Linked DNA regions of Gasterosteus aculeatus: region 2 is linked to region 1. Evidence: chromatin contacts called from public Hi-C data. All regions are on one chromosome and are shown on one strand. Each heading gives the region's core, a stretch centred on a gene start, on an enhancer-like site or on the middle of the called end of the contact. The rest is flanking DNA. Distances are from core to core; before and after follow the strand shown.

What was found. A called contact is a pair of places that touch in the nucleus more often than the background predicts.
Region 2: a contact with region 1 is called in a Hi-C map of tail fin, with 2.8 times the contacts expected there. The contact joins the enhancer-like site here to the promoter of gata3 in region 1. A contact is called at or near these places in 4 of 6 Hi-C or Micro-C datasets (skeletal muscle, tail fin and whole body).

Annotation. Positions count from the first base shown.
Region 1 is chr4:34,340,369-34,343,284 of fGasAcu3.hap1.1, reverse strand. gata3 (GATA binding protein 3) reads right to left here and starts at 1,449. Exons shown (of 6, transcript XM_078100545.1): 1 at 1,051-1,449.
Region 2 is chr4:34,470,190-34,473,105 of fGasAcu3.hap1.1, reverse strand. No RefSeq gene overlaps it. Among protein-coding and RNA genes, the nearest start is that of gata3, 130 kb to the right of the region's middle. Within about 2 kb of position 1,500, at least 4 of the 9 cell types and tissues checked have open chromatin away from gene starts, as enhancers often do.

The sequences.
Region 1 (2,916 bases), core at 200-2,699:
TTAAAAAAAAAAAAAAAAAGGGAAAAGCAGCAGTTTTTATTTAGTGAGACGGTCTGCCGATAGACTGCGTCGCGATGCTTATCGACGTCTGTGTCGCACTGATGTAATCTGCCGTTTAGCGCACGGGGCCTTTTCACCTCTGAGCCTCCGGATCCGCCACAGAAACAAAGTCATTCATACATGCAGCTGTTCGGTCATTCTGCCGCAAACACCAGGGGTTATTTATGCCATGTAAATTAAATCAAAGCGCAGAATTCAGCCTCTTCATATTAAAACAGCGCAACGTGCCCGCTGCCCCTCTGGACTTATTAATAATAATTTATAAATATTTCCATCACAGCACAAAATCGAGCAAGTCACAGCAAATATCCGCCTCCTCTACATCCTCTCTGCCGTATCAGGACGGATCGACCAAAGGCGACGTGGAGGGAAGTAATAATAAACAGGAACGGAACGCAGCCCCGGAAAACCCGAAACCTCTTTGTGACCCGCCGGCGAGGCAATCAGATCAATTTCACGGCTCGTGAGGGATTCTACGTGCACACCGCCAACCCGAGCGCTGCATTAGGTCGTTAAAAGCCCTCATCTGGTTCTGAGGTGAGTTAGCTGTATAGGTGGTGGGGGTCAGGGGGGGGGGGGGGGCGGCCGTTTTACGCATCTCGTTTGAAGTGGAAACGGCCCGATGGTTTTGGAAGGAAGAAGAAGCTCGTTCAGGTCAGCGGCAACAATGGCGGACGTTGTGGATATTCTGGCCAGTGTCATCAACACTGCAGACCCCCCCCCCCCCCCCTCTTTAGATATTGTAGCCACACCATACCCCCCCCCCCCCCCCCCCCCTCTCCCCTTTTTATTTTTTTTTTAATATATATTTTTTCAGCCGGCAGAATTCGTTTATTTTCCGTTTTACTTTTTTTTTTATCCTCCCGGTCACAAAAGTTTCCCGTCGTCCGCAGAGGAGCGAAGGGGAAGAGGAACAGAGGAAAGGAGAGGAGGAAACGAGGAAAGGAGCCCATCGGACGCGATGCAGAGCGGATCTAAATATTCACTGACCTGCGGCGGACGAGCGGACGCTCGCGTTTTCTTTTTTTTTTTTTTGTCCCCTCCTGCGTGCAGACGTGAAGAAAGAGCGACGTGCAGGATGGAAACGCCGATGGCATTCAGAGAGAACAAACGCACGCGCTCTCACGTCGGCGGTGGCGGTGGTGTCAGTGCGCGCGTCCTCGGTCCGGGAGTCACATCATCATCGCGCATAACGCGTCGCGAGGAAGAGACACGCGCGCACAATAGGCTGCAGCGGGCAGGCTGCACGCGCGTTATGGGCCAACCAAGAGGCGGCCCTCTCTGCCGCGCGCGCGTCCTCTTCCGGGTCTGGAGGCGTCACAGGTTAGAGGCTGAGACGCCCAATTAAAGGCAGTGGAAACCAATCACAACGTCACAATTTGACCTCTTTGACAGGCACACGTGTTTACTGCTTATATTCTAACATGGAATGCTCACACGTATATGGCTGCTATTATTTATGCTGTATTTCCTTTTGTTTTTGTTATACTATTTCTAAAAATCAATGTAAAGAGACCTGACCAGGTGTCGCCCATTGACACCAGCCGGATGTAAATGCCTCATCGTTATCAGGTGTCATGGAGCAGCATGTACATACACACGTGTATTGGGCAGAAAATACGTATATGCATGGTCGCGTGGGAGAAGAAATCATGTTTTAATCGTGCAAACTGAGGCTACACCGGCGCCCGAGCCAGCGTGCACGCGTAGGTGTATTATCTATAAAGCCAACTAATAAGAACGGAGCGTGCGCACTTTGTGTGCCTTTTGCGGGTATTTCAGTCCCTCCGTGACACGCAGGATGTTGCGCCTCCTTTTGTGCTCCGCAGATGAAGCCACGCGGCTGCTGTCTGATCGACAACACGAGATCCGCGCCAAACGCCACAGCAATTAGAGCCCGACGTGTGCGCGAACGAGTCGGTTTTCTTTTTAAAACGGCACAGCTTTATTTATTTTTATTTTTTTTTTCTACGTGCACGTGCACTCAAACCCGCAGCGACAGAGGCCTGCTAGACCACGGTTCATTGAAAGGAGCACCAAGCAAATCCGATCCCGCTCCCTGTGAAACGCACTGAGGGAGGAGAGGGGAGGATGCTGCAGGCTTTGTGTCTCTCAGCGTAAACTGATCACTCTCAAATCTATCTTTTTTGGGGGGGGGGGGAGGAATTCAATTAAGGTAATAAATTAGCGATAATATGCGAACAAACGTCGTTTCATAAACTTGCAACGAATGCATCTGTATGTGTTTTTTTTTTTTTAATAAACCGATGAATAATTCAGTATTTACACGCAGTGGAGCTTTTCATTTACGGAATTAGTATTTCAACATCTAAATAGAATTAGGAAATAACACATCCAGATAGCAGCGATTTATTAATCTGCCTCTTGACGTAAATCAAGTGCTTATTTCGGGGTAATTATTGGCTCTTCCATTTTAATGTAAAGGTGAAGTTAATAAGTGATAAATGCGCGTACTGATTGCTTTGATACAATTGCTACAAACGTGTAAACCGAATTCATGCCACAGATAATTAAAGCATATTATAGGTGAAATAAAAAGATTAATTATAAGGGGTGAATAAGGAGAATCAATTTGTTGTCCTGTTCTGATAGAATTTAATAAAGGAGAAAAAATCACTCTGGGATTTTGAAAGGGAGCGGATAAGAAATGACGTGCTTTTGGGGGTTTGGAGGGGTAAGCGGAGGGGGGGGGGGGGGGTTCCGAAGAGTCGATCCTTAATTAACTGCAAATGCTTTCGGGTTTACCGTCTCCGTTACCCGTCCACACAGAATCACTCCGGTCTCTACCGGTTTTTGGTCGTTACGAACAAATCGCGTGATTAATTTGGAATTTAA
Region 2 (2,916 bases), core at 251-2,750, 130 kb before region 1:
CTGCCGATAGCTATAGGAGATTATGTATTGACGGAGGATGTTTATGTGGACCCGGACCTTCTTTTTTTTTTTTTGCAAAGAGTGATTACACTGGCGAGGCCTCGCGCTGTCTGGGAGTTTACATCCATTCACCTGAAAGCCAAACAAATATCTCGGCGCTTTTCTTTCTTTAAGGTCAGCGCCGGCAAACCCGCAGGACGGTAGTAGAGAAAAAATAAAAAAATAAAGAAATTGAGACGGTAGATCCCAGGGGACAGGACGGAGAATGAGGGACGGACAGAAAGAGGAAACGAAGAAAGAAAAACACCCATAATAAAATGATGACGGGGGGGGGGGGGGGGGTCCTATTGGACAGGAAATAAAGTGTGCTGTCAGTCAGCAGCCGCGGCCGCGTCTCCCAGGTTATTGCTTATTGTTTACTCCCCTGTGAAAAGGTTAGAGGTCACGGCGACCACATCTATTTTTTCCCTCCCGCCCGCCCGCCCGCCCCATTCTTCTCCCGGCACACGGAGGAACAAAGGGGCCGCGGCGCAGGAAGGAGAGGGATGGGGCGTGTGTGGTTGGAGGGCGAGTCGGCGGCGGCGGATGAGGGGGTGTGGAATTAGAAAAATATATATATATAGAAAGGGAGAGCAGCGATCAGACAGCGCTGATAAGGAGAGGAGGCGGGGTGCCGCTGTGAGCTCTGGGCAGCAGGGGAGCGCGGGAGGGAGGGGTGATGTGTGTATTCAACTCCGGGGCCGACTCCTCTTATGCTAATACAGCCAATTTCCTCTTTTATTTCATTTCTGGAGCCGAAATCTGCGATCTGCGATAAGGTTGCCGTGGCGACCGCCTGTTCCCCGGGCGGATGCGGGCAGCCGTGTGATGGAGATGTGTAAGTCGGCGGCAGCGGCAGGGAATGAATAATTTAAAACTCCACCAAGCTGGAGAGATAAGAGAGAGCAGGGCTGAGGCCTCTCTCTCTCTCTCTCTCGCTCTTTCTCTCACATCTCCCTCCCTCACCCGTTCCCCACAATCCATCCGTACACCTCGACCCTTCGAACCCTCCAGCCCTCCTCCCCCGTGCCCCTTAGCCCACCCCACATCTTTTACTTTCTATTTCTCTCCCTGGGACATCTAAGGCTTCATCCTCCGAAGCAAGCTGACCTCCGAGGTCAAGGGCATGATGGGTAATTGAACCAGTGGTTCGGGGCAGGCGGAATCGTGCCAGCGGATGACGATGATACTGATGATGACGATGACGATGATGCTGCGACCGGAGCAAATGATGATGGTGATGTCGCTCCCAATTCAATCTTCCTTTCCTCCTTCGTTTTTTCTTGATTCTTCCACGCAGTGAATTCCGCGCGGCGGCTGCCAAATGTGTGCGAGCGTCGGGGCGAACTTGTTCTACTTCAAGTTAAGCCCACTTGGCTCGTGTCACTCTTACATTAGTCACTCCGACAACAGGCGCTCTCCAGCGCACAATGGCCCAACACTTGAATGTAACACATGCTGGGGATAGTCGAGTGTTCCAGCTCGGCGGTGCTCCCGTGTAAACACACCCTCCACGTCCTGAGGTGTGTGTGTGTGTGTTGTCAGGGTGTGGCTATCGCAGGTGAGGCAGGTGAAGAAAATATGCAGAAGAGGAAACGTTTAAGAAAATCATCTGTCGTTGATTGATTGAAGTGTTTCGAGTCGGAGACGCTTTCGCTTTTCATTTGTGCTTTAAAAAACAAAGTTAGCTGATGGAGGAGGAAATGGATCGTGCACCGTGTGCAGTTCTTGTGTCGCCCTGTGCTCCACACCGCACACGGGATTATCACGCATGGAGTGTAACACACGGAGGATCGGCGTCCTCACGCCGCACAACCAAAGATCCGAGCGCTCACCTTCTGTTGGACCGGCTCACCTGTTCCACCTGCAGCTGCATGCCGGACCAGACACGCCGGTGCCAGTGGGCGGAGGGGAGGGGCCTCCAAAGGCAGCAGTCTGCCGGTTGTGGATGCGGCCTCCCGTCTGGTCCCCCCCCCCCCCCCACCCCCACCCACACGCCTCCCGACCCCCTCCACCCACACACGAGCTGTTTTCATTCCACACCAGGCTTCATCGCCATGGAGATAAACCCAGCAGGGCTATAAACACCCAGCGGGTCACGTCCAGGTGAGGGGTTCAAGGCGAGGGGTGGCTGGCCGACGCCCGCCATCCCACTCACACACACACACACACACACACACACACACACACTCCCCCCCCCCCCCACACACGGATGTAGAGACCTGTCCTAAAAAGACACAAGTGGAGGGGAAAATCGGAACAAAAAAGTTGATTCATAAACGAGCCGCACAGGTCGCCCGCACAGGTAATCTCAGCCCAAGCGTGAAGCCTTCATCCCCACGGCGCCAGGAGGCAGCTCGCACCCGCCAACACACACACACAGACACACAAAGGTGAGAGAAAAACCTTAAGACCGTGGACCGTGGGCTGCACCCTCAACCTCCATAGTTCCAAATCCAAACATCTGTAATGTCTCCTTGATTCGTGTAGTTTGGTTTTTATTAAATACGCATTTCGGTTTGCACGTCGTCCGTCTGAGCACCGTCTTGCATCTGAGCAGAAGATCTCAGCCCGCATCCCCCGAGGTCTCCTTCACATCAAGGGGGTTGGGAGGGGATTAGAAATGTGTTTTGTCTGCCAAGTGCAACATCTCACGTTCCCTTCATCCAAGAAGACGCGCGGCAACGAAACACGCAAACAAACCGCAGATCCAAAACATGCTGGTTCCTCTGTTCTTCTCTCTCTGCAGCTCCTCCACCCGACACATGGTGGCACTGCGTACTTATTGGAGACCTGCTGCAGCCCGGGTTCCCCTCCGAGGCGCCTCGAACGTGCAGTCCCACCGAGCAGAACGCCGGTAAACACACACACACACAC